Linked DNA regions of Mus musculus: region 1 is linked to region 2. Evidence: chromatin contacts called from public promoter capture Hi-C data. All regions are on one chromosome and are shown on one strand. The core of a region is the stretch at or near the end of the contact, and the rest is flanking DNA. Distances in the headings are between cores, read along the strand shown.

Region 1 (4,939 bases), core at 814-3,313, 2.0 Mb before region 2:
TGTATGTCTGTGCACTAGGAGCTTGCTGGTACCCTCACAGATCAGAAGGCTACATTGGATCCCTTGGAACTGGGGTTATAGATGGTGTGAACTACCATATGGATGCTGGGAATTGAACCCAGAACCTCTCCATGCTCTCTTAATCTCTGAGCTATCGCTACAGCCCCCTCAATGTTTCTTTCCTTCCTTCCTTCCTTCCTTCCTTCCTTCCTTCCTTCCTTTCTTTTTTTCCGAGACAGGATTTCTCTGAATAGCCCTGGCTGTCCTGGAACTCACTCAGTAGACCAGGCTGGCCTTGAACTCATAAATCCGCCTGCCTTTGCCTCCTGAGTGCTGGGATTAAAGGTGTGCGCCACCACGCCCAGCTCTCAATGTTTCTTTAATTTAGCATTTCATCACCAATTTTCTGCTTTCTCTTTGTAGTTCTCAATTGTATGCAAAAAGCACTATGTTTTCAAATACACACTGCGGAAATAGTTTAGTGGTTACAGTGCTTGCCTGGCATGTTCAAGGCCATGTGTTCTACTCTTAGCAACCCACCCTCCCCCACCCCCAAAAAGAAAAAGATTTCAAATATAACCTGAAGACACTCAATGATAAGTTAATTCTAATATTTTCCCTATTCTCTCAAAATTGAGCATGAAAATATAGTAATGAAGTACAGTGGATTGAGGGTTATTCATCTAGCTGTAAATATTTGTTTTGTCAACAATATGCACCTGCATCTTCCATTCAATACTAGTCAAAATTAGTACTTCTGAATACATCCTAATTTGGGGTCCTAGTATTCTAGACACACTTTGTGTATGCTTTTGTTGTTGTTGTTGTGTGTTTTTTTTTTTTTTTTTTTTTTTTTTTTGAGGCAGGGTTTCTCTGTGTAGTCCTGGCTGTCCTGGAACTCACTCTATAGACCAGGCTGGCCTTGAACTCAGAAATTCGCCTGCCTCTGCCTCCCAAGTGCTGGGATTAAAGGCATGTGCCACCATGCCCGGCCTGCGTATGCTCATTTTTTAAAATTAAACATTTCCTAAGATTTACAAAAGACCTATGACTCCAATAAAAGAGTTCTATTTTTCAAAATTTCTCTTTTTAATAACTACTTAATTCTTTCTTCCCACACTAACTATCGCTTGTCTCTCTACCATTGGACACATCCTCTGGGTGGTTGGCAACATTAGCATCAACGGGAATGTGGATACATTTTAGACCAACCATGTAGCTGTGAGTTTGTGCTACACCACTTTGTGCTCCCAGAGGATCACGCACTTCCACCCACTCTCCAGGAACTCTTTGGATTCTGGAATGAAAGCCACACACACATTAGCTTATTTTTGAAATGCCTTTGGTTAACTCAATGACTGGGCACTCCTAAACCTTCCCAACAGAGACTATATGCATGTAACCCTAACACTTGAGAAGTGGCGGCGTCGGAATTTGAAGGTCATCCTCAGCGATGCCAGCCTGGGGTCCTGAGACCCTGATTAAACAGCAGAACTCTAGCGGGGCGTGGTGGCACACACCTTTAATCCCAGCACTCGGGAGGCAGAGGCAGGCGGATTTCTGAGTTCGAGGTCAGCCTGGGCTACAAAGTGAGTTCCAGGACAGCCAGGGCTATACAGAGAAACCCTGTCTCGAAAAAACAAGAACAAAAAACAAAACAAAAACCAGCAGAACTCTAACCCCCACCCCCCAAAAAAAAAAAAAAAAACCAAAACCAACAATGCTCATCCAAATACCTATGGTGGCAGAGTTCATCAATGGGATTCTTTTGATGACCCTCTTCTGCCGTGACAGACTCCTAAACCAAGTAGCTGACAGAATAGTGAAGATGCAATGAATGGTTTTGACTTAGGCTTCGATCAGCGCAGGAGACTATCGATTTTCTCCGGACCTACGGTTTCCATAGTTACAGGGGCCCCTAAGCCGGCGCCTTGCTCCGGGTACCACGCAAGCGCACACAACCCTATTGGCTGCCGCGCGCCTTCGGGTTCGAACTCGAGTTCCTCCCTCCCCTTCCCTCCGCCGTCCTATGGCCTCCCTCCTCGGCCTCTCGGCGCTCTGGGAACCTGTGACGTAATTTTAGCGCGCCCTCGTCGTTTGGAGTGGCGACGCGGAACATGGCGCGTTCCTAGAAGCCGTTTTCGGCATCAGTAGGCGGCAGCGTGTGGACTAGGAGCGTGGGGGACGAGGAAGCAACCAACGCCGCTTCGTGTGGACAAGTGGAAAGGGGCGGGCCGGGCGGTTCCGGACCGAAGCACGCGGTGAGGCCCGGCCGCGAGCCGCGCGGATGGAAGGAAGGAAGGGAGGAGTGGGCTGGGCAGCGAGAGACCCCGCGCCGAGGGCGGAACGCGGGGTCCCGCGGAGCTGTGCGGCGTGGCCGTGGGCCCTCGCGGCTCTGGTGTAGCCCGGGCGAGCACGGGCTCCCGGGCTGTGGGAAGCCTCTGGGTGCTGGGTCCACGGTGCGGCGTGGCAGGGTCTGAGTGACAGGCTGAGCAAAGGCGAGGGTACCTATTGTGTCCCCTGTCGCCGGCCAGGGGGCTGTATTTGTCCTTGGAGGCTTTGGGCTGCACAGCACGAGGGAAACGTGTTCCCCTTCCCAAGACCGGTGTGTGGAGTTAGCTGCACACGCGACCTTGCCGTGGAAGCTGTGCTTTGGAAAGCTTTAAGCATTCCGATCGTTCCTTCACCTTTAAGGAAAAAGTGAAGGGACTTCAACATCAATTCTCCGAGAGGAGATTCATGCTGAGGTATGGCCGCCAGTGCACAGGCTCAGCGACTCCTGCAGCTTTACATTTGGGAATATTTGTGATTCAGCAAAATTATTTCGAGGCCCATAGCATTTGCTCTTTTCCCCTTAATTCTCTTATTGCGTGGTCAACGTGAGAATCTTACAGCAGAGTGATTTTTTTTTTTTTTTTTTTTTTTTTTTTTTGCGTACATAGCAAAGACCGGTAATCTGGCTTCTGGTGCCAAGGTTGTAGTTGGCACACCTCTTCTCCACACGTTACAGGAGCTCTGTTACATGCGATAATGCCTTTAAGATATGCTTGTTGTATAGAAGGAAGCAAGGAAGAGCAGTTGGCAACCATATATTTTAACCTCTCGTGGACTGAGATTTTTCTCTTCCATTTCCACATTATTTCAGAATTTTGTTCTTTGGTTAAGGGCAGAATGACTTCATTATATGAGCTTGATAGCTTTCTTTACATCATTACCTACATGGCTTGATAGCTTTCCCCACATCTTTGTTCCACACAGAGGAAAATTTTGGTAGAATTAGAATTTTTTTTTCCTGCTGGTGGTAGGATTGCAGACTTTTTTCTTCTTCTTTGGGTGTTCTGATGGTGTCTAGCATAAACATTTTAATTTATTTTGTGGACATGTGTAATAGCTATAGGGCAGGAGGGCATTTTTTTTTGCCTTGATTACACTTCTTAAAGCCAAAAGAGAATTCTCAAAGGAATTTGGTTGTAGTAATATGGATGGAGGTTCCAAAGCAGTGTGCAACAGTTATTTGGTAATTAAACAAGTCTTTAGATTTTGTGATATTATGAAATGTATTTACATTCAGCACCAAGCTAGAAGGCAGAATAGTACTTGTAGTATTTGGATATAAGATATACTGAAGATGTTTCTCAAGAATACAGATATCCATTTTTAGGCAAAGGTAATGTTTAATTATTTTTGTTTTTGTTTTTTGTTTTTTTTTGATTTATCTTTTAAAAGCTAAATCTTTGTTTTTTTTGTTTTTTGTTTTTTTTTGGTTTTTCGAGAGGGTTTCTCTGTATAGCCCTGGCTGTCCTGGAACTCACTCTGTAGACCAGGCTGGCCTGGAACTCAGAAATCCGCCTGCCTCTGCCTCCCGAGTGCTGGGATCAAAGGCGTGCGCTGCCACGCCCGGCTTAAAAGATCTTCCTGTGTCCTCTTGTCTGTGCTGTTCCTGAAACAGGCAGAAGAGGGGCTTGGATCTTCTGGTAATGGAATTACAGGTTGTGCCCCACCTGACCTGTGTGCCTGCTGGGAATCAAACTTGGGTCCTTAGGATGTGCAGCCTGTGCCAGGCCATCTCTCCAGTCCTGATTAGTTTGTGTTTGTGTGTGTGTTGCATGGGCATATGTGTATATTTAATCTTTGTTCTGATTTATTATCATCATCATTACTATCTCTGAGATAGACTTTGACTGTGTAGCTTTAGTTTGTGTGGACCAGGCTGGCCTTAACTCAGAGATACCTTAGTGCATACCTCTTTTCCTTAGTGCTGGGTGTGTGTTGCCACATTGGGCTTAATTTAGAATTACTGTTGGTAAGTTAAATTTTTAAAAAAGAGTTATTTATTTTTATTTATATGAGTACACTCTAGCTGTCTTCAGACACACACCAGAAGAGTGCATCGGATCCCATTACGGATGGTTGTGAGCCACCATGTGGTTGCTGGGAATTGAACTCAGGACCCCTGGAAGAGCAGTCAGTGCTCTTAACTGCTGAGCCATCTCTCCAGCCCCAGTTTAAAAATTTTTATCTTTATTTTATTTATGCAGTGTTGGGATTGAACCCAGGGCCTTGTACATGTTTTATCATTAAGATATTTACTATTTGTGCATCTTCAGTTTTGACTTTTGTTTTGGTTTCGTGGTGTTGGAGGTAGAACCCAGGGATTTGCACTTTACAGCTGCATTAGAGTCCCCCAGCCCCCTTCCTTTCTTTGTGCATGTGATGGGTCTAGTCAGCTAGTTTCGGGGTGCTTTACACAGTGGCTGATCACATCTCTTGCAGGTGTGCTTCTGGAGTGCCTTTTGTTTCATTTTCTAAAGATGAGCCTGACTACCAAGTAAGCCTACATTACAAGCTTTGTAGAGCCTAGGTTCATTAGTGTTCTATATCCTTTTTTTCTCAAAATGTGGCTTATCACCAGGGAATTTGGTAAAAATACAAGCACAAC
Region 2 (5,274 bases), core at 1,719-4,218:
CATGCCGTGACAGATGCAAGAAATTTGATTTTTAAATTATTTAAAGGTTTTTTAAAAATGTATTATACAGAAAATTATTTCACATATAATAGTATATCTGTAACTCTTGCTGATATCATGTTAACGATTTATCGGATATAAAAGATGTCTCTAAATATAGAAATCTATTTAAAACAGCAAAACTGTTCAAGAATCCAATCTATGAGTATCATTAGAAATATTATAACCAAACACACGCCACCTCACGCGTTGCTGTCTCTGCACTCATTTCCATTTAGTCTTCCATTCTGTCAGAATCGCTAAGTATCAACATCAGAACATCTTAATTTATAATGCAACAGAGTCATATATGAAAAATACATTTTGTAAATACACAGTAATCCTACTATCTTCAAACAATGCATATGGGTAGCTAACTTTCTTTTAATCCAATGGTGTCTTTTTAAGCTTCTTGGGAAATGAAGTTATCCGGTTAAGAAATGATGTAGTAGCATAAACAATTACCCTCAGATGTAAAATTCAATATTATCACATTTTGTTTGAATTGAAACCTGAAGCATGGGTCCACACATCAGCATAGTGTTAAATCTTATAGGGCATGCTGGAATTAGCTCAGATCATAAAACTATTTAACATTTTACATTATTAATGAAAAAAGATGTTTTAGTTAAGCTTAGCTTGTCTCATTTTAGATGACTATGCAGATATGACTTTTCCAATGTGTATTCTGTGTCCTGTCTTATGCTTGGACTCTCGAGAACGGGACACATTAAGCAATACTGTATTTTAGAAAAGAGGGAGCCACACGCTGTGTTGTTCTGCTCATGGCTCTGCTGCGCTCTTTTCCCACGAACTTGTAATATGCTACAAATCCTGTTTTATTTCCTCCTGTCCTTCCTTTGACCCTTCCCCCCACCCCCAATGAAATTTCCCAGGAGTCTTTGCACTTTTGTTCCCTGTTCTGACAGATCTCCGAGTCAGACCAGAGGCACAGGTGTCCAATCTTAAGAGGGACAGACTAGCTGCCTGCAAGTGGCTTTAATCCCAGCCTTGGGGAGGCACTTATTTGTACATTAATATTCTGGCCTAAAAACTAAATACTTTTAAAGCCTTTCACTTTATGGAAGATGGAGAGAGCATGGACAATTGTTGTATTAGGTTGAATTCTATGAAATGGCTGATATTTGACTGTTTTGATCTATATTTTTAAAACCAGCAATTTCACATAGTTCAACCTAAAATCTGCAAAGAAACAGCTCTTGGAATTTTCTCCTATATTTATGTATCAAAAGTGAAAGAATTCTGGGATGGAAGAGATCTCCAAAGTCTATGATTGGTCTTCATTTCAATTCCACTAGTTGCTGTCGACCATATTCTTGGTACCCCACCCCCACCCCTTACTATGCTGCACTAAGCTGGTAGCTAATGTACTGTTACTAGTAAGACTGGATTCAGTGAGAGAAGGACTTTTGACAAGTTATATGAGACAATTATAACTTTCTGAATGGAATGTTCATGAAACAATGGAAAGAATTATTTAAAGACTCCTCACAAGGAACTATTCCCAACTCTCCTATCCTGCCATCTTGAATAAAGCCTACTCTTCTCTCCTGGTTGCAGGTCATTTCAAGTTAGTTAAGTTCCAAGGTTATCTCATTTCTCATTTATGAGCTATTATTTCTAAATTGGCATGATCTCGGCTCCTGTCTCTGTTGTTTCCCACACTCTGACTGGATTGAACGCTTAGCTTCAGCCTCATTCCTAGCAATCCATGCAAATGGACTAACTGACAAGCCTGGGGTGCGGGGCACGCTCTTGTGGATGCCCGACCTAAACCTCTGACCTAAACCTCTCCTGCTTCTTTCATTTGTCCCAGCTCTCTCCTTAGTCTCAGCGTGACGACAACACCTTCTGTGCAATTGTCCTTTGTACAACTGAAGACTGTTAAAAAAAAAAAAAAATTCAGGTCTCACCTCCATGTCTGAGAAGGCCGTGAGAGCTATTCATGGAGATGGGAATTTGTCTAATTACCTAGCCAGACTTTGCATATCTGAGGTAATAAAGTCGACCACCTTATGTTTTATTCAGTGCCTGGTTTCCAGCCATTGCTCAATTTTATAGTTCCCATAGATAGATATACTCCAAGATCTATGGATGTTCTTTCAGTAGCAGGTCCGAAAGCAGCATTAACAATCAAGGTTCTGGTACCTGTGCGGGCTCATGGTTGCCTTGGGCAACTCACCACCTCCCCTTTTAATTTAACTTGTTTTAGAAGAGTTAAGACCCTGGAGGATATGCCAAGTGCATCCTCTAGGATGCCCCTCTCTCCTCTAACCTGCCAAAGGACTTCCTTAGGTGTGGGTCCACCAGATAAAGTTCTGCTCCCTCCCTCTGCTCCTTGCAGGAAATGGTCTTTGCCCTCAACAGAAGCATCCAGCTGATCTGTAAGGGTCTGAGGAAAACGCTGAATATTCTCTCACAAACCCATGTGTACAAACAGGAAAAAAGGCCTCTCATTTTATCGCCATACTTTTTATATTCTATTTTAGGTTTTCCTGCAAATTATAATGAATATATGGTTTTTTTTTATCTTTTTGTGGGAAATCTGAAAAACATCCCCACGTATAAAGAAAGCAAACATCACCTGAACTTTACAGCAAATGTATTGTTTAAAATCACATTTCCCGGCTCTAAATCAGTTGGGGCTGAGCTCAAAGACTCTTTTGGGAAAGACAACATGAAGTAACCTTCAGGCCAAAGTATCTCTTTAAAGTCTGACCACTGATGTTTGGTGTCTAGACTCAGACTCATTGCAAACTGCCCGGTGTGCCACTCATTAAAGGGGTACAAAGCAAGCTGGAGAAGCAGCAGGGTCCTAATTGGTTTTGGGGGCGGGGGGTGGGGGTGGGGAGTCCCAAACTCCGCCCAACGGGTTGTGTTCCTTCCTACTCTTGTGAAACGTTAGGATGCTCGGATTTAGGCAATGCTGCCACCTAGTGGAAACTGAGCTTCAGAAAGACCAAAGCAAATACACAAAGCATCTTATTTATTCCAGAAAATCTGCCAATGGGCCCATTAACAAGGAGCCCATGACGACTTCCAGACTGTGAAAGTCTCAGGGTTGTGAGAATAAAGAATTATCATGCAGCTTAAACCCCTTCCCCACACATCCGTGCCTAAGCATTATCTGTGTTTTCCTTTTGTTCTAGAATATCATATAACCACAGAAAATGCTTACCTTTCCCGTAACTATAGATAGAATACAGAAAAGCAGTCATACTATGCCGGTCTCACAGTAAATTCTCACAAGCAGCTACATCACCCATGATAGATCCAATAACACAAGATAACTGAGAACACTACATTTCAAATCCGACGAAAGTCTGGATAATTAAGTAAGTTGTGTAGGGATAACTAATTAACCTCTCCTGGGTGCAATCTTAGGTCTATAGTTTAATCAAAATAAATTCTAGATAAAATAAGTATTTAAATTTTAAAACATGAGAATGAATGACAAAAATGAAGAATACTTGTCATCCCGATTGGTGAAGATAGTGTCTTATTGTGGGGAATCAAAGCCTTTCCTAAGCGTAAAACCAAAGGCAGGAGTGAAAAAGAAAAGATGGATGGGCTGATACCAGTCTTTAAAAAGAATGTAAAACTCCTATACAGTAAAGTAAACAATAAACCAAATGAAAAGAAAGTAATATTTACAATGCATGCAAGAAAGAGATTAGGCCTCTACTACGTGAAGGACCTCAGCACTTTGGGAAGTCTCTATGATTTACAAGACCTGTGCTTTCCCCATTACTGCTTGTGTGATCATCTGTCTGTCCCACTAAATTGAAAGTATAAAAGGAAACATACATTTTGCTTAACATTTTTTTCTCGGCTCCTAAGATAGTGCCATATACAAACCAAATACTGAAAACACGGTTATCGAATGAGTAGATGATGAGTGGATGCCATAAATAATATTTTGTGATTCAGAGGGAGAAAAATATCAAACTTTCCCGTTTGAGATCAGGATTCAAGGTAATAATGCACTGTACACTAAGGTAATCCACAGATAGCATTGAACATATTTGAATAGACTAGTGGCCAAAAGTTCAGATACAAACAACTCAGACAGACATGTGCATATATAAGCTTCTGGGAACCTTGAGGAAGTTTGAAATATAAACATTCTCTTATAGTCAACAGGAGTATAAATTGATCTGATCTTTCTGGGAAATATCTTGGCACTATGTGTTTTTCATACATACCTAGTAACTTCACATTAAAGAAATTCTCTTCCTAAAAGCTCAGCAATAGGCCAGCAAGATGGCTCAGCATGAGAAGACCCTTACTGCCAAGCAAGTTAGAACCCCCTGGACTCACATGGTAGGAGGGAACTGTTTCTTCCTATGAGTTGGCCTCTAATCTCCACATGCACTCTGTGACATATGTGTCTGTATACACACACACACACACACATGCACACACATGCACATACAATACATGTAATTATATTATTTAATGTTAAGCAAAAACATGAGCTAAGATGCATTTATTCATTGTTTTAAAAGTCATGCAAGAAAGGACATTTTGTAAATATGCCTACATTATATGTCTAGATGTGGTATATCCTTTCAATGGATATTGTGCACCAAGTGAGAATGCATACCATGTGTATTTATTGAAATGTTTGATTTATGTTGTTAAATAGAAAAGAGGAGGTCATAAGAGAGTTTCTCGAGAGCCACCCTCTTACCAACATACCTACACATGTATGCATTGAAGGGTCTGAATGGGTGTTCACCTACAGGGCAACAGCATTTCTCTCTGGGAGGTGAGATTTGGAGCAATCATATTTTCTTTTTGCATATCTGTGATTTCTGACTTTTTCACAATGAGCATGTAGTATCTGTATAATTTTTTCAGGGAATAAACAATGATGTTGATGACATATATTAAATGGAAAAAATGTTATTAAACAGTATGTATAGTATGATATAATATTTGTAAAAAAAAAGAAAATCACATATAAATATATCTATGTATATATATATGCACAAAGAGCTAGAAGGCCATACACTCCAATGTGAACAGCAGTTACCCATGGGTAGTGGGACTAGGGGCGATTATTTTGCTTTTTGCTTTTCTGTGTTTTCTAATTTTTCTACAATGAACATGTATTACTTGTGTAATAAAAACTAATAATAAAAATTTAAAAATACATAAAGGAGTCATTGTAAGTCATCACTCATCCTTCCTCTCTCTCCCCACCCTTGT

What was found. Promoter capture Hi-C pulls out the DNA fragments that hold promoters and counts their contacts.
Region 1: a contact with region 2 is called in a promoter capture Hi-C map of pre-B cells. The contact joins the promoter of Ipo11 here to the enhancer-like site in region 2. A contact is called at or near these places in 12 of 39 promoter capture datasets (the 3T3-L1 cell line, 3T3-L1-derived adipocytes, the C10 cell line and 8 more) and 2 of 115 datasets of contacts at active chromatin or transcription factors (differentiating embryonic stem cells and embryonic forebrain).

Annotation. Positions count from the first base shown.
Region 1 is chr13:106,934,082-106,939,020 of GRCm38.p6, reverse strand. Ipo11 (importin 11) reads left to right here and starts at 2,063. Exons shown (of 30, transcript NM_029665.4): 1 at 2,063-2,261.
Region 2 is chr13:104,945,850-104,951,123 of GRCm38.p6, reverse strand. Rgs7bp (regulator of G-protein signalling 7 binding protein) reads left to right here. Exons shown (of 6, transcript NM_029879.2): 6 at 1-3,971. Among named protein-coding and RNA genes, the nearest start is that of Gm41048, 34 kb to the right of the region's middle. Within about 2 kb of position 2,968, at least 20 of the 459 cell types and tissues checked have an H3K27ac peak or open chromatin away from gene starts, as enhancers often do. A contact at or near this core is called in pre-B cells, where this site is marked.